Linked DNA regions of Mus musculus: regions 1, 2 and 3 are each linked to region 4. Evidence: chromatin contacts called from public Hi-C and promoter capture Hi-C data. All regions are on one chromosome and are shown on one strand. Each heading gives the region's core, a stretch centred on a gene start, on an enhancer-like site or on the middle of the called end of the contact. The rest is flanking DNA. Distances are from core to core; before and after follow the strand shown. Region 1 overlaps Slx4ip (SLX4 interacting protein). Region 2 overlaps Slx4ip (SLX4 interacting protein). Region 3 overlaps Gm14055 (a long non-coding RNA gene). Region 4 holds the start of Jag1 (jagged 1).

What was found. Promoter capture Hi-C pulls out the DNA fragments that hold promoters and counts their contacts. Hi-C and Micro-C count contacts between places; a contact is called where the count stands out from the background.
Region 1: a contact with region 4 is called in a promoter capture Hi-C map of liver, with 2.9 times the contacts expected there. The contact joins the enhancer-like site here to the promoter of Jag1 in region 4. A contact is called at or near these places in 1 of 39 promoter capture datasets (liver), 2 of 484 Hi-C or Micro-C datasets (liver and uterus), 1 of 115 datasets of contacts at active chromatin or transcription factors (bone marrow-derived macrophages) and 1 of 9 other capture datasets (adipose tissue).
Region 2: a Hi-C map of liver shows a contact between it and region 4, with 2.0 times the contacts expected there. The contact joins the enhancer-like site here to the promoter of Jag1 in region 4. A contact is called at or near these places in 3 of 39 promoter capture datasets (hematopoietic stem and progenitor cells and liver), 1 of 15 datasets of contacts at CTCF or cohesin (the NIH/3T3 cell line), 4 of 484 Hi-C or Micro-C datasets (embryonic fibroblasts, liver, nephron progenitors and 1 more), 3 of 115 datasets of contacts at active chromatin or transcription factors (bone marrow-derived dendritic cells, craniofacial prominence and oligodendrocyte precursor cells) and 1 of 9 other capture datasets (liver).
Region 3: a contact with region 4 is called in a Hi-C map of the N1E-115 cell line, with 3 times the contacts expected there. The contact joins the enhancer-like site here to the promoter of Jag1 in region 4. A contact is called at or near these places in 4 of 39 promoter capture datasets (3T3-L1-derived adipocytes, hippocampal neurons and liver), 7 of 484 Hi-C or Micro-C datasets (the HL-1 cell line, the N1E-115 cell line, epidermal suprabasal cells and 1 more), 1 of 115 datasets of contacts at active chromatin or transcription factors (stem cell-derived neural progenitor cells) and 1 of 9 other capture datasets (adipose tissue).

What each region holds. Positions count from the first base shown.
Region 1 is chr2:136,949,916-136,955,067 of GRCm38.p6, forward strand. All of the region lies in intron 2 of Slx4ip (SLX4 interacting protein), which reads left to right. Among named protein-coding and RNA genes, the nearest start is that of Slx4ip, 60 kb to the left of the region's middle. Within about 2 kb of position 3,291, at least 16 of the 459 cell types and tissues checked have an H3K27ac peak or open chromatin away from gene starts, as enhancers often do. A contact at or near this core is called in liver, where this site is marked.
Region 2 is chr2:136,977,798-136,982,598 of GRCm38.p6, forward strand. The region is part of intron 2 of Slx4ip (SLX4 interacting protein); the gene reads left to right. Among named protein-coding and RNA genes, the nearest start is that of Slx4ip, 88 kb to the left of the region's middle. Within about 2 kb of position 1,779, at least 11 of the 459 cell types and tissues checked have an H3K27ac peak or open chromatin away from gene starts, as enhancers often do. A contact at or near this core is called in liver, where this site is marked.
Region 3 is chr2:137,306,520-137,311,372 of GRCm38.p6, forward strand. All of the region lies in intron 3 of Gm14055 (a long non-coding RNA gene), which reads left to right. Among named protein-coding and RNA genes, the nearest start is that of Gm14055, 22 kb to the left of the region's middle. Within about 2 kb of position 1,757, at least 4 of the 459 cell types and tissues checked have an H3K27ac peak or open chromatin away from gene starts, as enhancers often do. A contact at or near this core is called in the N1E-115 cell line and uterus, where this site is marked.
Region 4 is chr2:137,113,092-137,117,940 of GRCm38.p6, forward strand. It overlaps Jag1 (jagged 1), which reads right to left and starts at 3,429. Exons shown (of 26, transcript NM_013822.5): 1 at 3,086-3,429; 2 at 2,313-2,618. The coding sequence starts at 3,166.

The DNA of each region.
Region 1 (5,152 bases), core at 2,041-4,540, 160 kb before region 4:
GGCCTGCCATACAAGTTTTTAAAAGTGTTAGGTGAATTCTTCCAATGATTGAACAAGTATTTTCCTGAAAGATGTTCATTTGAGCATTGTTTATAATAATGAAATATTGGAGATGGCTGGTTAAAAGTCATTGAACTAATGAATAAATTTCTACATGACTATATAATAGAGTCAAATTAAATAGATTTTTATTTGAATCAAGTAGAACAAAAATTTATGCACATAATTATTTATAATGAAATTATTGACCAAGACACTATCTGTTTTCACTCTAGTTTTATAATAGTAAGTCAAGCAGACAGGAGTGAAAAGTAAGAAATATAACATAATTAAGTAAATATCGTTTCCTTTTCAAAAGAGTAAATATTGTTGCTACAAGCCTGTGAGTGCTTGAAACATCACCTTTGCCCTGATATAGTTTGTCTGTCTGTCATCCATTTGAAGTCTTTGGAAGAAAGAAAGGTGGCAGAAGTAAGGGGAGGGAGGAGAAGATTATACCGTGTCATGCCAGGCCAGGCCACCGCAGTGACACTATGTGGAAAGAAAGAGTAGAGACAGTTGCTGTTTGTCCACTCTGCTCTGGAAAATACCAGGTTCTAGCAGATGCACCTCTTTGAATCTTTGCTATGTGATAAACATAAGAACTGTTATTGCTGTTTTCCTGAGTAGACCACTGTGACTCAGCTAGCACGCGGTTGATTGGAATTTATACCTAAGGCTGATAGGTCAAAGCCCAGATCTTTCCTCTACCTCCTGTGCAACCTGGAAGCAGCTTACATGCTTGGTGAAGAGCACTGGCCTCCAGAGTATTGCTGCAGATAGCTGCTTGTTGCTAGGATGCATTCTGGAGGTGATAGGAGATGGGCAGAAGAGGCTCATGTAGAACTGGCCTTGGGAAATCTCTAGGAGAACATTGTACCCTTGTGTCCACCTCCTGTCTCTTTCTAGAAATTGCTGATAAAAGACCAGGGACAGTGTCAGGAGGGGTCAGTGCTGTGTGTTGGTGGCATGAGAATGGGGTGGCAGGGTATGTCCAATTGAGGCATCACTGTTCCTCTGCTTTATTATGTAGCATCTTTCTCTTCCCATTGAGGCAACTGATAATGCTGAGTGGTCTCTATTCCCACATCTGCTTTCTGATGGGAGTCGGGAACTTGTCCTCTCTGTGCTGCAGTATGAAACATCCACCTGAGTTGTTGGCTCCTTCATCCCTTTACTGTCCACCCACACTGATGCTTTCACACTTGCTTTCTTGCAGCAAGTCCTGGTGTGATTGTCTGATTCTGGGCTCATCCTGGCTGGATTTGTAGATGGGATGAGGACTGGATGTCTGAGAAAAGAATGAATCTTCCTTACCCCCCCCCCCCCCCCCACTTTACTCTTTTCTCAACCTGTCTGAAGTTTCTAGCACACAAAAGTTTTCTGGTAAGGTGATCAGGATGCATTGAGCTAGCAGTTCTCATTTTTACTCTTTATGTGAGAAGCCTTGGCTAAGTGACATTATTTTGAGCCTCAATTTCCTTATCTGCAAAAGTGAGCATAGAATTTACCCCAGACTAATTTCTGTAGGAGCTTGTGCAATGAACTGAAGCAACCATGTCAATAACTATGTGTCATATATGTACTGGAAAGTACATCTCTTCTTCTATAGGTAAAAGCTTGAAGTGGGATTCAATATGTATGTGGTATGTGAAAGTCATTTTGTATTAATTCCAGAGGGGACATGGACTGTATGTATTAGTATGGTTAGTTTTTATTGTTAACAGAGTCACCTGGGAAGTAGGTGTCTCAGTAGAATTGCTTCAATCAAATTGGCTTGTGATTGTCTTGATGGAAGCCTGATGTGGGAGGACCTAGCTACTGTATGTACCATGAGCCCAAGGCAAGTAAGCCTGGGCTTGTATAAAAAGGAAAGCTAAGCAGTGAGCCAGGAAATAAACCAGTAAGCAGCCATCCGTCTATCATGGTTTCTGCTACAGGTTTGTGCCTTGAGTTGCTGCCCTGACTTCCCTCAATGATGGGTTGCAACGTGGAAGTGTAAGCTGAAACAAGCCCTTTCTTTTCTGTTGTTCTTTTCCTTATGATGTTTATCACGGCAACAAAAAAACAAACTAGAGCAATATACATTTACCCATTTATTGCACTCACAACCTCAGTGGCCTTTTTGTGTCCCAGCTGATTGCCACATGTTTTCTCTTCCTGCTACGAGAGAGGAGAGAGAGAGAGAGAGAGAGAGAGAGAGAGAGAGAGAGAGAGAGACTCTTGATTTATATTTAGACTGAACTAATGATCCTCATTCCCTTAAAACACAGTGAGCCATGAGGAATACATATTGTGGTCATATTTATCTTTTAGGCTAGATTGCTATAGCTTGGGCTTCATCCCCATTATGCAGTGAGATATCTTCCTGACTGCCAGTATCAGAGTGGAGCCTGCTTGTCAGAGCTTGCCTATGCTCCCCTGAAGATAAGGCAGGCTATAGTGAGAGGGAGTTGGCTGTAGCCTCAGGTACCTGGCAAATTATTAATGGGCCAGCATGAATGGACCCAGCTTGAATTGGGCACAGTGTACCTCTGCAGGATCCTATGAGCCAAAACCACGTGGTCTGTTTGAAGCAAAACCTCTGGCTACTTCCCAGGGGCACCCATCACAGTGCTGTGGAATCCTGCTCTTGTCCTTCTGTTTACCTTACTGACAAAAGTTTGTTCTCTTTACTGGTTTGAGTTGCTAGTGATTCTTCAAAACTTAAAATATTTGCAATACATTGTTCTCATAATCTGCCAACATCTATTTAATCTGTTTTGTCTTACTTCCCTGTGATACAATTTTCTTAATTAGAATCTCAGAGGGGAAAATAAAATAAAAACAGAACACTGGGACATGTCTCAGATTCTTTCACGGTCCCTTCTGCATCCTTCCAGCTACAGGGTCATGATGCCTCTGGGGATATTGCTGGGATAAACATGCATCCAAGGTGTTGAACTCTGCCTTAGTAGAGCATCTGCTCATCTGATGTTTTGATTTGGATTTTAAGTGCTTCTCAGAAACCTATGTTGAAAGCTTGGTCCTCAATGTAGCGTTGCTTAGAGGTTCCTCCTCCTAACTAGGAATCTGTTTATCGATTGACAGTTTAAGGGTTTATACAGTAGAGAGTCTTAGGAAGCCAGGCACTCTCTGTGCTTACTGGGCACCAGGAGGTGAGTAGATTTGCTCCGCCATAGGCTTCCTGATGTTCTGCCTTAGCAAACAGAGTCAAGTGCCTGTGGAATGAACCCACTGGAATCATGAGCCAAAACAAATGTTTTCCCCTCTTATTTGATTTACCTTGGATATCTGTCTCAGCAGTGGGAGGCTGACTCACACACCTGATAACTGGGCGGCAGGAAGATAAGATTTTTATCCTGATATATCTGTCTCCCTGAAACCTACCTGAGCTGTTGTGTGGTGTTGGTCTTATTTTTTTGAAAAGAACCTCACTCTGTAGCTCAGGCTGGCCTTAAAGTCTTGGCAGTCCTCCTGCCTCAGCCTTCCTAGTGTGGGGACCATGGACTGTCTCCATATCTGGCTCATTAAGCTATTTTAAATTTGTCAGACTGTCTCCACCTGCCCCTTCAAAGCCACAGTGTCAGTGATTACTACAAGTGGCAGCTGGACACTTGTCCTTCTCTCAATGCTTATCTCCTCACTGCTGGGAAGGAGTTAATTCCAGGGCTTTCAGTTGGACAGGTGAAAGTCTGCTGGGATGTAGGCAGCCTGGAGAGGCAGCAAGCAGTCACTGTGCTGTGCTGGCTCATGCTCCTTGTGTGTCCCCTTTGCTGCTGCTAAATTGATGCAAAAGCAAATTGATGCAATTGTCTTTTCCACCCCGACCTTTTCTTCTGCCATTTATATAGTTGAGTTCTGGCTACTCCACACCCGTGTTCTAGACATCACACCCAGATCTGCATTCCTGTTTGAATCCTTTTTCATTTGATAGGATCCTGAAACTGTGGTACCCTTGGGGAAGTTATGCTTTGGTCAATTTTAGTTTCATTTTAGGTATGAAATTGCCACAAGTGAAAAATCATGTTCATCGTGAGAAGTAATTTGGTGCCCAGAACCCTCTCCGCCGCCCCTCCGCCCCCCCCCCCCCCCCCGGCTGTTTCCTTTCTTCTTGTTGAAGAATGATGACCTGAGACTCTAAGTGGAAGATAGTCTCTAGATTACTTGAGCAAACTTCTTCAGGGGTAGCAAATGTTTTCAAATAAGGCTGTTTTAGTTTTGCAGCCCATAAAGTCTTTGATATATTAGAAGGATTTTGAGGCTAGTCTGGGCTTTATAGAAAGATCCTGCCTCTCAAAATAAAACAACAACAAAAATCCATGGGGGGGGGCACACAAAATAAAAATGAGAATATCTTTCAATTCTACAATTATTCCATGAAACCAAGCATGGCTGTATTCTAATAAAATTTTATTTTATTTACAAAAACAGGCAAGAACAGGGTTATAACCCTGGATCATAGCTTGTACTTAGTGGGGTTGTTATTGATAATGAAAATTCCACAAGAGGTCACTAAGTATGACAGTATTCATTGTTTTTTATCTTGCTTATTTAATAATTGCACCTTTTTTAATCCAAGATTGTGTTGCTCGGCAGATGAATGTATTGTCACTGTACAATTACCATATTTGGAAGTTCTTAATGACACAAAGATGAGCTAGATTCTCTAGCTTACTATAACAGTTTGGGTTTTGTATCACCAGATCTTTCAATAGTTAATGTATAAGAGAACCCAACAGTAGAAGAAATTCAAGGCGGGGGGGAGAATAGAGACCTCCTAGAATGTCCATCATTCATGGTTTTGGTAGTGCCTGCCCTGGACACTAATATATATATATATATATATATATATATATATAGTTCATATATATGGTTTAAATGCCCTTTGTACCAGGGCTTTATATGGTTAATATATCAGGAAATGTACCTAGGATCACACAGCTGACGATTAGACTTGGCTGCAGTCCTGGACTCCAGACCCTACCTCCAAGAACTTACTATAAAGTAGTTGAATTTAACAAATGAATCACATGCAACTAGAAGACAGGGCTGAACTGGCTGAACTGGCAGAGGTGATTACTACTCTGCCTTCTTCCTTATTCGCCATGGA
Region 2 (4,801 bases), core at 529-3,028, 140 kb before region 4:
AAACTAAAGTGCTCTTGAGGAATAAGTTCATTGTCTTTATAATACTCTTGGAAAATTCTTATCTTTTCTCCCATTATCTAGTCTCCCTTTCTTGTCCTCTCTCTCCTCCGCAAGTGGTGAGTCGGCATTCTGCCAGACTAGCCCTTTGCATGTCTGCTTATGGGTCTGGTTTTGGCCTTTCTGGCCAGTCTTGAGTTTGTAGAAGAGAATTCCATTGTACTCCATGAGAAGGCTTACAGCTGGCTGCGCAGAGGAGCAGGCCAGCATTCCTCCTGCTTCTTATGTTTCCTAGGCCTAACAGTGTGACTGGTCAGCTTAGGTAATTTTGGGATTTGGGATTTTTCCTGCAAAGCATGAATATAAATATCTTGAACACCCTCACACTACACTAAATGAAGCCCATGTGAGACTGTAGAGAACACCCAGAGCTTTCCTTTATTCTCGTGACTTAATGTGGCAAATTTATTATTTCATTTTGACCTGTGCCTGGAAAGAAATGTTTTGATACATTCATGGTTTGTTTAGAGGGAATTCTGACTCTATTTGTTTTCAGGATTTTGGTTTTTGTAATAAATTTCGATGGTGTCCAGCAGTGTAAGCACATTCCAAGATTGCTTCTGCTTTGACACCATTGAAGGTGCAGTCTTAAGAGTATTGCTTATGAAAGGGAAATTCCCTGTTTAACTAGTAGGAGGTGTTTTCTTTTTATCCTTTAATTTTACTTTCCGATCTTTAACTGTATTCTAGAAGAGATAAAAAATCTATGTTCAGAGTGATCATGGCACAGTCTCTCACTTTTTCTTTATAATCCTAAGAAAAGGAAGAATACCAAAATCATGGAAAATTCACTGGCTCTTCCCGTAATTGCTATCAATAAAATGTTCTTTTCATTCGAGTCCCCCTGGATGTAAACTAGCACAAGCCAAAATTAGCAATAATCTCCATGCCAAGAGAATTTCATGAGTTCGGGAAGCCCTTTGAGTCTCTGCCCTTAGTCTGGCAATTGTTTCATTTCTGTGCTAATAACAGAATCCAAGGCCATGTTCATTCTCCAGAGGTCCCAACCACAGACTAGGAGTTGAATACTGAACAGCATAGTGAAGGTGTGGGTAATCTTATTCTATCTGTAGTGATGTTGGCTACGCAGGCAGCCCTGTCAAAAGCCTGGTCATCAGTAGTAGTTTTGGGACCCTAGACTGTGAACTGAGGATACTACCTTTGTAGCACATCAAGTAATAATGTGAGCGACTCGTATTTGCAAAGACTAAATGAATGGTGTAGAGTTTTACAACTGAATGAATAAAGTCTCTTTGGAAGCATGAATAGCATAAAAAGGCTATTCCCCAAAGTGTCACTTCCCCAAAGTAAACTAAGGCAATCGCAGCAGCACAACTTCAGAGATTGAAGCACAATTACACACTGGCTTGTACTTTCATCTTATTGGTTAATCTTTGTTTTTGGCATGAGTCTGTGTGTTTACACAATTCAATGACTCTGAGCTTTTTATCTTGTAAAGTGTGTTGACACATTCATTCGGAAAGTCAGTAGACGTGGTACTGTGGCAGCTTTGTGGTCTTTAGGTTTTGATTTCCCTCTGAAATTACCACCATGCTATTAAACTTTGATGAAGTTAAGAGCATCAGATGATAGAAGAAAATGCTTACTAGTGGTTTTTCATGTTTGGAGTTTGGGAAGCGTGCTGTTTTCATGAAGGCGTCTGAGAGTGCACATGGTGAGAAGCTCCTTGGCCACATGTAAATTGAGAAATACATTTCAACATCAGTTTTGATGAAACTAGGAATGTGAGCCTGCCATGGAGAAACAACTGACTCCCTCATCCCTTACAGCATGAGCGTAAAGATGTGGTAGACAGTCAGCATTTTCCTGTCTTTCTTAAAAATAGTGTGGGTTATAAAAAGAAAATAACTAACTTTGTATGGAGACAAAATTTTTTTGAAGTAGTTTTTGTTCATTGAGTTGATGTCCAGGTGGAAAATAAAGACCAATTAATTGCTAATACTTTTCAAAGGAAGCAATGCTACAGCTCAGCTCTGCTTAAAAGTGTGAGTGTCAGCCTGAGAAGTAGTTCTCACACATGCCCTGGAATTGTGGTTGTAATGTCTTCATTCCATTACTCCCTCTTTTGAAAGCAAGGTCTCATTATGTTGAGCAGGCTGGCTTTAAAGTCCCAGGCTCAAAGTGTTACTCTCAACTTCTTGAGTAGCTGGTCCTACAGATGTGCACCATCACTCTCCACTGGAGTCCTTATCTTTACAGGAATACTTAGGATTATTCCAGGTCTAAATTGTAGTATATCTCCCTTGGTGGACTGCCCATGGATGGTATACCAGGGAGTAAGATGAGGGAGGACTGAGTGAGTCACTAGACAGAACCCGAGTAGCTGACTAGCTTGTAGTGGGATCAGATGCTCTCTATTTGACTGCTATGTCCTGTTATAGCAGTAGTTCTCAACCTGTGGGTTGTGGCCCCAACAGAAGTCATATATCTAATATAATGCAAATTAAATAGCAACATAATTCATAACAGTAGCAAAATTACAGTTATGAAGTAGCAACAAAATAATTTTATAGTTGGGGGTCACCGCAACATGAGGAATTGTATTAAAGGGTCGTGGCATTAGAAAGGTTGAGAAGCACTGGGTTACAGGGTCGGGTCCTCAGTCCTGCCTCCTGCCTGTCCTTCTTTGACAGAGCAGATTCTCTTGAAAAGATGAGGCTTAGTCCGATGCAGTTTCCTGTGTGTTTGAGAAGGTGGTGTATTCTTGCTTTCACTGGGCAGAGTTTAAGACATCCCACAGAGTCCTGTTATGCATGATACTTCTTCTGCAGTCCTGTTTGATTTTTGCTTCCTTGATCTGACATGATATAAAGTGAGGTAGTCATAACTACTCTTCTGTTTCTCATTTTACCCTTAGAAGTGGTATCTTATTCAATAAATGTTAGATCTTCTTTCCCGTTTGCCAGGAATGATTGTCATCATGAGAACACAATTTTAAAGACCTCAAAGGCCTTGGGCTCATGAAGATAGCATTTCAGTCAGCATATAACAGTGGACAAAGATAGGGCCATTTCAGATACAGCTTGAATGCTGCTGAATCTGTGAGTCTGAAATTTGAAACGTTTCATTGTTGACATTATAGTTTAGGAAACTTGGATTTGGGGTTTCAGAACGAGTGACATTCAGCTGGTAAAATCTGTGTAAATATCCCAAAATTAGACCAACTCTGAACTCTGCAGTGGAGCCTTGGAGTTGGAAAGCAACAAGTCTGTGTTCTGAGACCTGGGGACAGGGTTCTGCACTGAGACCTGGGGACAGGGTTCTGCACTGAGACCTGGGGACAGGGTTCTGCAGCAGGAGAAGCTGCAGACAGAGCTGGAGAAGCGGACGCGCTGCTGCAGAGGAGCGGCCTTTGTTTCTGTGCTTCCGTGCCGGGCCATTCGTTCCTCAGAGCTCTGCCGTCACAGAGGCCTACTGTTTGCTTTATTCTTGTTGCTGTAAGTGACATTATATCCTGAACATTGTTGTCTTTGCACTTGCTGGCAAAATTTGCCCTTTTAGATCTGGACTATTCAGACATTTCTATAATTGACTGACATGTGGACCCTGTAAGTTTGTGACTTATCTTAGTGAAAAGAGGAGCTTAAATGGTCCCCTCTGGTGTGGGAAATCATTAGAGCATTTATCCCTGCTTAATTTATTTAATAGAAATAATAATAACAACAACAACAATGCCTAATCAGGGCTGGGGTTTTCTCTCATATTAGAGCATTTGGTTAGAATGCATTCAATCTCCAGGGCTTTGTATGTCACTAAGGGTAGACATTGGTGTTTCAAAAGCACCCCCACACCAAGCACTCTGTGTCTCTTTGTGTCTGCTGCTTGTGGCTCAGAAGGTAAAGCTCTCAGCTATTGCTCCGGTGCTGTGCCTGTCTGCTTTCTGGCATGATAATAATGGACTAACCCTCTGGAAGTATAAGCAAGCCCCCAATTAAATGCTCTCTTTTATATCTGTATCCCGCCATGATAATAATGGACTAACCCTCTGATACTGTAAGCAAACCTCCAATTAAATGCCTTCTTTTTCAAGAGTTCCTCTTCACAGCAATGAAGCAGTAAGTAAGACACACATACACAAACACTTGCAAACATACATGCATACACACATACACACACCAGATACACATGCCTGCATACAAGACACAAACATATACACATATAAATACGCACAAATAAATGCATACACATACATACAAAGAGACACATACTGTCATGTACACACACAGAAACACACATGCAAATGTGCATAGATATGCAGAGACACAGATACAAACTCATGCACACAATGCACCCCCACATATACAGACATGGTAAAATATTTGTGATATCTATAAAAAGTGTGAAAGATTAATATTTTAAGAAACTTAGTACCTACATATAACATTACTCTGTAACCCAAAAGTATATATAATTATATATGCTAATTGATTATGAAGAAGTTGATATTAGCACCTTTATATAATAGTTATATGGGAGGGCCCTCAGTTTAGAAAAGTGAGTGGAGGGAGGGAGGGGAATCTCTTCTCCAGGTGGATGATGCTACCCCCTCAGTTATGACCTGATGTAGCCTCATGGGAAAAGGTATTCTTCTTGTGACTTACTTGGTAAAAATGACTCTTGTTTAGTGTCCACCTTACACCAATGAGAAGACTCTAGCTACCCATCCAACCATACAGCAGTTGGAGAGTTTAAAATATTAAACCAGTGTTTAATGTTTCAAGAA
Region 3 (4,853 bases), core at 507-3,006, 190 kb after region 4:
AAGAACCCTACTTAGCTCTGGCTTCCTTGAAGTATTTCTTAGGGCAAAGATAAAATCTGTTAATCTTTTATTTTCTTATTTCCAATACTGGAATGATAATTTATTTAATACTTGCCTTACATTGAATTAGCTCTAGACATTGTATATGTATACTGTATGCTATATGAGATATATGTATATGTTTATATGTAGAAGTATGAGGAAAACACAAAATCTCTACATGTAATAGATATGAAAGTAGAGAAATAATGGAGAGCACATAATGTGTTCAATTCTAAAGCCAGTGAATCTGTAAAGCAGGGTTTATTCAGGCGTATAGAAAAAGCATTACTAACTACAAAGCCATTCTATTATTTTTGAATCAAATCAAATAATGAATATGAGGGTAATATTTAAAAAGAGATGCAGTCTATGCAAATGCAAAACACAGTTTTACTTGAAACCTTAGTCTTTTTTTCATGACTTTTGCCCTTTGAGAGAATTTTTAGCAAAAATAGAAATTGGTTCCATGCTTATCATAATCACGGAAAGCCCCTGCCTACGGAGTTCAATTTGGTTTAAGTGAACCTGGATTCTGTTCCCAACTGCTGCTTGTTTTATAGACTCATTAGGGAGTGCTTCATGGTCAAGCACTTGGGAGACTTCAGTAACTGGACTCTGAGAAGCACTTGGACAGCGGATATACTAAGACACTATTCAGAATCAGATCCCTACTGAAGCACCATCTGACATAGACGTGCTTTCTCCGGTCATGTGCTCCATCCAGTGTAAGTGCCCAAAATGCCAAAACTCAGGGACAGGCGCTGTGTGTGTGTGTATGTTAGGCTGGCGTGTAGAGCTACTTCCTCCATTTGCTTTACTGTAGAAGGGGGTAGAGAAATCGTCAAGAAGTGCTCATGTCTTCTCCTGGGGCCATTCAGGGACCTCCAAGCTTAACAGGGTCCTTGAGCTTTGCATTGGCAAGGGATGACTTGGCAGAAGCTGAAAAACCTTGTGGCAGAACCTTGAGAGGCATTCGAGACATTGCCAGCCATTGCTGAGCAAGGTGAGGTGGGAAATGGCTCAGTCACACAGAAAAAAGACCAGACCTTGCTGGAGTCGCTCTGGTATGAGTGGCTGCGAGGCAGTTCCTGAGCAAAACAGGAAGTACTCTCCTCTTTCGTAATTGCCATCAAATAGATTGTTTCTAAAGGGACTTGGGGTGGTTTGTGAGTTGGCAAACCAAGTGGCAGTAATGAGATCCACACTGGGCCTGGGGATAACTGGATGGATACAGTAGAGAAGAGAGCTGACCTTAGTTCACTAGGCGCTCTAGTGAACTGTCTCAGGGTTTGGAACACTGCCACCCCCCCCCCCCTGCAGATGGAGGGATAAACATCATGCGTACACACCGATAAGTGTTTGTTTTCCTTAAGCATTAAGGCTAAGAAAAATAAAGTGGGGAGGGCATCAGGCCTTGGGGTAAGCCTTTAAAAGGTTTCCTGCTTTGATCCTTTTAATGGTTGTCTATTTATAATGGTAACAATCACAGCAGAGAGAAAAAGACTTCAGTCACTCCTCGGATCATTTCATCAAAATTACAAGTAAGTTCTCTTTACTTACGAGTGAGAAGCATTATGTTTTATGATTCCCTGAAAGCCAGGAGGAGAAATTGTGTACAGAAACCAAGGTGTTGTTGTGGCCAGTTGCCTTTTCGGAATGCCTGGAAAGGATCATCCAGAAGGATGCTCCAGATAACCCTGTCTGCAGGCAGTTTGCGGAGGGAAGAGACCTTTCTGAAGACCATTAAAGATGATTCATTACCGCAGGCCATACACAGGCTGTGCTTTATTACTGAAAAGCGTAAATCATCCACTGAAAAGTAAGTGTGTGAGCTACATTGCTTTGGGCACTGGAAAGCCCATGGAGGTACAGGGTGTGATTAGTACTCGCAAGGAGAGTCAACTTTAATTAGAGAGACACGACGACAATGCATACGATAGTTAGAACATGTGCAAACGTCTATGATTAAGTGTTGAGTTGTGAATTACAGGTTTTTCATGTGCTTGGATTATCTTAGCTATGACATAAGAGATGCCACCGAAGAGGCAAAATTGAGTCAGGTCTGCCTTCTTATGGTACTGGGAATTGAACCCAGGGCTCCTTTTATGCTACTTAAATGCGCTACTGCAGAGCTATCTTCCCAGCAGGATCTGTACAATTTTAACATGTTGAAGAGTCGAGAGGTCATTCTCACTTTGGAGAATGGTATGCAGGGGGACACAAAGGTGTGAATGCATGTGACACCTGGGGAAGCACTGCCGGGGCTTGATATGGTATTATTTGACCAAAATGTGATACTCAGTAACATGACAGATGAGAAAGGGTGATAGGACCCCCTCTCCCCCACCCCTGAAACGCATTCATGTCTCTGCTTTTATGGTGAATACACACTAAAATGTTCCTATTTTGTTCATTTGCTAATTAGATGATTTTAGGAGAAATTTATATGCCTGGAGTGTACTGTAATGGGCTACATACTCAGTCTTGGTTTTGCTTCCCCAGAGCTAGGCTTTGATACACTGATTATTTGAGAATAATCTTTGGAAACTGTGACAGAGAACTGGAAAACCCAGACACAGGTAAAGGAAGGCAGTTAGGTTACTAGGCTATTTGCTGAGGTGTGTTAGAGGAGTTTAACACCACTGCTGAACTCTGGAAATCACACGAAAACATGTTGCCTAGCGGGCTCACTTCAGGGGAAAGAAAGATTAAGAAAAGAATGTATACAACATCCATTAATTATTGAGTTCAGGCACACACACACACACACACACACACACACACACACACACACACACACACACAGAGTGCATGTGAACCTGTGTGTGAGGTCAAGAGGGACCAACATTCCTCTGATGTAGTTCCTCATGTGCTATCTGCTTTGTCTTTTGAGACAGGATCTCTCATAGATCTGGATAGAAGTCTCCAGGAGGTCCTAGGTGAACTAGGCTGGTTGGCCAATGGGTCCCAGGGATCCTGGGATTACAAATGCAAACTATATCAGGTCCCTTACTCATGATTAACCTGGGTGTTCATGCTTGCAGAGCAAGCACGTTGTTCCCTGAGATATCTCCCCTGCTCCTGAGAGCTGCTTCTATGGCACTAACTTCTTAATCATTTGTTGCAGAAAAAAATGTCCAAAACTGTTCAGGTATTTTATAAGGAAACATCTTATATCTGCATCTTTAGGCTGAAGGCCTCAGCTCATGCTTTAGAAGACCTTGTGTAGCACAGGCTGTTGCAGGCAGTAGATATGTTTGTGCTTGGCTTTTAATACTCCATCCATTCATGATGTGGTCTCTCAGCAGCAATGTAGTTTTGAATGGGCCACTTTAGAGCTTAGGGCGTGAACAGAGGCCTTAAGAGCTCCGCTTATGATAGGACTTTAGCTGAGCTGATTTTCTTCAGTTCCAACCAGTTGTCAGTTCAGACCTGGGGGAGATGACTAAATATAAAAATGACGAATGATTAGAGGAACGTAGAGGAACGATTTGAGCCTGAGCCCTGGGTTTTCATGGAGAACATATATCAGTGTATTTAAGTATCATTTTGTCACAGGAAAACCAAAATGGTTTCATTAAAATTCAGCAAGCAAAATATTTACCCATCACATACTCTGGGTCTACTTCTACCAAATACCTTTGTCTTTGTCCTCCATGATACGCAGCATTTCCATAGCTCAGATTCAAAATATAAATTTCACCAGTAGTTTAACTAAACAGTCTACTTCCTGTGACTGTCTGCAGCACTGTTTAGACTCACTAATTGATGGTTCAATGGGAAAGAGATCAACTCAGGAGAAGCCAAAATTCTTCTATAGTCCATTTCAGAATCATGAAATTGACAGATCCTGAAAGATCGTTTTATGACCCTCTCTTTCTGTCAGTATCAAGTAAATGAATGGTTTTCACCACATATGGAAGAGACAACAGGTGTTATATTCAGGTTTCACCATTAACATAGTGGTAGTAGCTATCCATTCCTCTAGCTTTTCATCCACACATCCTTCCCTCCTTCCCTTCATATTCTTGAGAGATGTTTTTGTTTTGTAGATTTTGTTTTCCTTCCATGTTTGGAATGACACCTAAGGTGCCATACATGCTAGATAAGCCAGTTCCATAGAGTGGCATGCCAGGGGATTGGTCCCGTGCCAGGTGCTACTGCTGCCAATCGCTCTTCCCAGGAAACAAAGACGAACAATCTCTTTCTATTTCAAACACTTGTGAAGGATTATTTGTCCTGTGATGAAGGTTCATAGCTGGGTGTCGTGGTGCAGCTCCTCCCCCTTAGTGACCCACCTCCTTTCATAATTTACATGGTACTGTCTTGCTTGTTAGATAGTAAGTTTTAAACAAAAATATGTTGACATAGTGAAAAATTCTGGGAATAGATATTAAGAGCTGTGGATGATATCAATGGTAAGTTTAAAAATAAAAATAACAAGGTTAGAAAGTGACTTATCTACAGTACACTTATGTAAGAGTTAATATCCAATGCCCCGTGTTCTGGTAAAAGAAGACAGACCCTAAATCTCCTAAACATGTCCAGAGGTGGAGCCTTTGGAAGGAATCAGGTTTAGACCCAGATACAAGCGCTCTTTCTGTACCGTACTGTGCTCTGACTTTGTAGTCTGACAACAAGAAGAGCATCAGCAGCAGGCCAGGCCATGCTTTTATACTTCCAAAACTATGAGGTACACAAACCACTTTCCTTTAGCCTGTCTCAGGGCCTGATACACATATATCCATTAACTAATTCAGATATAGTCCAGAAACCAATAAAATAAGAATGAATCTATATGTTTATATGTA
Region 4 (4,849 bases), core at 2,179-4,678:
TAATTATCAAAGCGAATGAAGCTGTGCGACCCATTACTAACACTTGTGAAGCTTAAGGCTTTCATTGAAGCTAAGACTCACCCTGGAGCCATTCTTGGAAGTTCCAGACAGCAGCGGTTCTCTAACCACACTGAGGAAAATAAACTAAAACAACACACACACATACACACCCCACTTGAGTTTATACACACACACACACACACACACACACACACACACACACACACACACACACACACACACACACACACACACACACACACACCCACCCCACCCCCCCCCCCCACTTGAGTTTCTCTTCGGAAGTAAAGCCTGTGTTTCGCAGGAGGCCTGTTTGGGGGCAGCAGTGTGGAGACTTGTTTAGGAGTGATCCATGTACTTGGCCCAGCTTCAAAAAAGAACCACATTCTCGGTGCTGACCCAGTGGGGCTCCCTCTTTCTAGAAAACCCGAGTCTATTTCATGGTCGGTGACCCGTGGGGCCTGAAGGCACTGAACAGTAGGAGCCCAGCAGTGGTGGCAACCCTCCATCCATCCACTCACACCATTTCTGCTCCTTGTCGGTGAGAAACTCTCTCTTCCAGGTGTCAAAAGCAGACAGCCACACTTCTGGGTCACTTTCCCCCAGCCAGCCTGTGGAGCAAGTCTGTCTGCTTTCATCCAAGCCATCCTCCCCCTGACCCCTCTCTCCAAAATAAACCTCAGCCAGGCCTGCCGTTCTTTCCACATCACTAATAAGATTCCTTTTATGGTCTTGTGAAAAGCGAGGGGCTCGGACTGATCCTAGGGAGGGTGGAACCACCTGCAGGCCCCTTCCTCCCGAAACTCCAAACACAGCTCAAGGGCAGCCAGTACTCACCCTAAGCTCGAATGGACCCAGCCAGATTTAGAGGTGGCCAACCTCTTTAGCTTAAAGTTCTCCCTAATAGGGGATTAACAAACAAGACAAACATTCTTTGTAAAAGTGAAATCCCACAGCGGACACAGCCTTCAGATCTGAAGAGATTTCACCTACAGCGGCAGTCCCCTGCCAAAATAAGACCCTTTTTAATAGCATGTTTTCGATAACTGTCTTATCGCACCCACAGCAAAGGCCAACTCCTGTAAACGCAGACATTAAGAGCCAGCTCAGCTTCACACACAGACAGCCAGACAGGCTTCTCTCCCGCCCCTCTTCAGAGTTTCAAATCACAGCCCAAAGCCGCGGGTAGGAGGCAGCAGAGCGCACCCCATCCGAGCACGTGGCGGAAAGCAATCCTCTGGGGCACAGATCTCCCCCTCTTACCACCCACCCTCGGAGCTCAAGCTTGGCGGAGCACCAGTCCTGGCAGCGAGTCACGCCTCCTGGACAACGGGCACACCCCCCACCATTTCCCTTTCCTCCCCTTCTGCAATCGCACCCATCTTCCTTCCACCCATTTTGGGATGTTGCAAGGGTTCTGCCGCAGTCTGCCAGCGGTACGCCGGCCTCAAGCAGCTCCGAGGGAAAAGGGGGAGATGAGGGCGCACGCAGTTGCACCCGCAAACACGACTTATAGCGGGCTGCCTCTTCTAAGCCTTACTAGGGCGCGGGAAGGGCTTGCGGAGGCCGGGTGCCCTCCGGACGAGAGAGTGCGCCCGCCCTTCCCGGGGAAGTTTGCAAACACAGCTGTTCCAGAACTGGGGAACCGCTGGGAGTAAGGCAGCCTGGGCTGCACCGAGCGGGGGCGGGAGGAAGGGGCCGGCAGGGGGCGGAGGTTCCCAGACTAAAGCTTGGACGCCAGCCGGAGACAACCCCCCTCCTGCAGCCGCCACTTCAGGCTGGGAGAGCACCCCTCCAACACACTAAAATCTCCCCACTAGAGCCGCGGGAAGCCTGCTCCCCCACACCCTGCAGGAAGGACACACCCGCCCTCGGGGCGGCTCACGGGAAAGGGGAGGGTGCCAACTTGGACAGCGTATGCAGGGCAGACTATGCGCAGTCGCCTTCCAGGGCACTACGAGTTTTAATTAGTTAAGCAAAGAAATCATCTATAATGACCGCCTGGTCGAGGGTGGGAACTGGAAGTAGCAAGCATAAAATTAGCATCCTTGCGTACTTTCCCCCAGCAATGCTCTTCAGAGACCCCATTTCGCTGCGCTAAGCAGACACCACCCAGAATGGAAGACCCGCCCGTCTCATCTTGTCCAGGTCCAGCTGTAGTCTGGACTCTCAAACTTGCCACCCCCAAAGCCTCTCAACTTAGTGCCAAGTTTCAAGTGGCATTAAATCCTTCTCAAGGCAATATAGGGCTCGGCCCCGCGTTCGACTCTGTCGGTGTGTCGCTCACTCACCGGCCAGGCGAAACTGAAAGGCAGTACGATGCGATTACGGTCGTTGCCACGGCTGGCCTTGAGATTGAAGGTGTTACCCCCGATGACAGGCGTAGACCCTGAGCCGAAGCTGCAGGGTCCCCCGGCAGTGACGCGGGACTGATACTCCTTGAGGCACACTTTGAAGTACGTATCACACTCGTCGCGGGTGCACTTGCGGTCGCCAGGGTTCCGGACTCCACCACAACAGTTCCCATTCTGTAGCTCTCCATTCACGTTCTGCATGGACAGGATCTCCAGCTCAAACTGACCCGAGGCCCCGCACACCTGCCAGCGAGGAAGGAAGGTCAACGCATGAGAAAGTTTTCTCTGAAGGTGGAGGTGGAGACTCCTTGACACCCCCCACCCCCAATACACACACCCCAGGCTGCCAAAGATCCTCGGTGGCAAGTGAAAATAATTTTGCAAAAACTAGGTTTAGGGCTCAACCTGGTTTGGGGGCATAAAAAACACAAGTGCGGGAAAACTAAGACAAGTGCCCCGAAGGACCGTGAGAACGTAATGATCGCATTTTGCCCAGCCTGGAGGAGTTTATCTTTCGAGGCCAGGGGCTCCCCTCTGGGGAACCAGCGTTCCCTCACCGGGTGCTGCCTCTCGGGTGAAAAGTCAGGGTCAGGGAGCCTTGTACTCAAGGGCTCCGGAACTTGCACTGGGAGCCACAGCCGCTCCCGTCCAGAACGCCACGAGGGAAGGGAGAGGACCGCGGGGAGCAAGAGCGGGAGAGAGACTCCTACCTTGGCTCGCAGGGCACAGAGCAGGGCGAGCAGAAGACTCAGGGGGCGCCCGGGCCGGCCGCGCGTCCGTGGGGACCGCATCGCTGCGCCGCGCGCCACGGGCACTCCGGACGCCGCCGCCGCTGCTAGCGCTGGTGCTCCCGCCGAGGCTGCCGTCGTCGCTGCCCCCGCGGCCGCCGCGTCCCGGCTCTAATATACTCCGTGGATTGGAGCATGCACGACTGGAAAACAACACTACTTTTCAAAAGCCCTTTCAAGAGCCGCGCGTTCCAGAAGGCAAAGAGCCCGGCCTCCTTTTATTATTCTGATCGCTTCTTTGAGGCGCTCCCCCCTCTTCCACCTCTCGGCTTTCTTTCCTTCTCTCGCGCTCCCCTTCTTTTATTATTATGATTATGCGCAGCCTTTTATTCCCTTTCAGATCAGCTGCATGAAACGCGGGGAGGGAGGGGAGGAAAAAAAAAAAAAAAACCTGAGCCTAGCTCGCCGGCCGGCTGCAGGTAACACAATGACGCGTGCCCGCCTGGCTCTCGAAGGGACCCGGAGCGCCGGTCTGGGAGCCGGGACTCCGGCTGGCCACCTCTTCTCAACACGCGGAACAAGGCGCATGCGCGATTGTTAATATTCATAAGGGGCGTGCCATCTATTGGGCACGCCCCTTTCCTCCGGGTTGTTGGGGAGGGGAGAAATTGAGAAGGGGTTGGAAGTTGCGGGACGGACCGGGTGGCATGGCCGCCCGAGGGGCCCCCACACGCAGATCAGTGTCCCGGGGAGCCCGGGCCAGGAGAAAGGAACCTGGAAGGACCGTGGAGGAGCCCATGGCTCTGAGAAGCCCAGAGCGCCTCCGCTGGACCGCCCCCTCGGTGCACGGCCTGGGCTCCCTTGCAAGCCCCAGGTGTAGGCGCCGCGGTACGGCCGGAGCAGTTGGGGCGGGCGGCTTCCGCCTTCGGAGCCGCCTGCGTCAGCTGCGGCTTTTGCCCCGGGGAGGAGGGCCTGCCCGCCGGGAACCCGGGCCGCTCCCAGCAAGCGAGCCCAGAGCCCTGTGCTGGCGGCGGCGAGACTGGCGCGCTCGCCGCCGTCTCCTCGCCCCGCAGAGGCGACCTGGGCAGACTCTGCTGGGAACTTTGAAAAACTTTCCCGGAGTCAGACTTGCCGCAAACTCGAGGGAAAGCCTCGGCCGCGCGCCATCCCTTCCCAAATCCATGTCCGTGGAGCCTCGGAGGGGCTCCCAGCGTCCTTTCCAGACCGCGCCGGGGCAGAGGCGTGGGGGAAGCAGGGGGAGTGGCCGGCGGGCACCCGGGGGCTCAGCCCGGACTTCGGGAAGGGCTTTCTGAGACGCCGAGGGCTCCGCCAGCCTCCAGCCCGGGCGCAGTGGCGGGACTGCACCTGTAGGCGGCCTCCGCGCTGCTCTCTGGGTGGCGAGACGCGGCCTGAAAAGAACCTAACCGCTGTCGTGGTCCACAGAACTTGGCTTCTCCTGGGTGGTGGTGGAAACCGATGCCATTTTCCACCTTGAGGCAGGCCTCGCAATTAGCAGCGACACTCCTGGTCATAATCAAGGTCAAAGGGAACCCAAAGGCTGGCTGAAGTCTCTGCCAGCTCCACTCCAGGCGGGTTTAAACGGAGCTCTTTAGGAAAACAGATTTCCATTAAAGGACGAAAAGGGTTTCTTAACTTGCGTTGAGCCTGTCCTGAAGAAAAGCTCTGATTTTTCCGAGATTGCTTTAGCGCCTCAACCCTTCTAGACATCAGGGCATGATGGGTAAA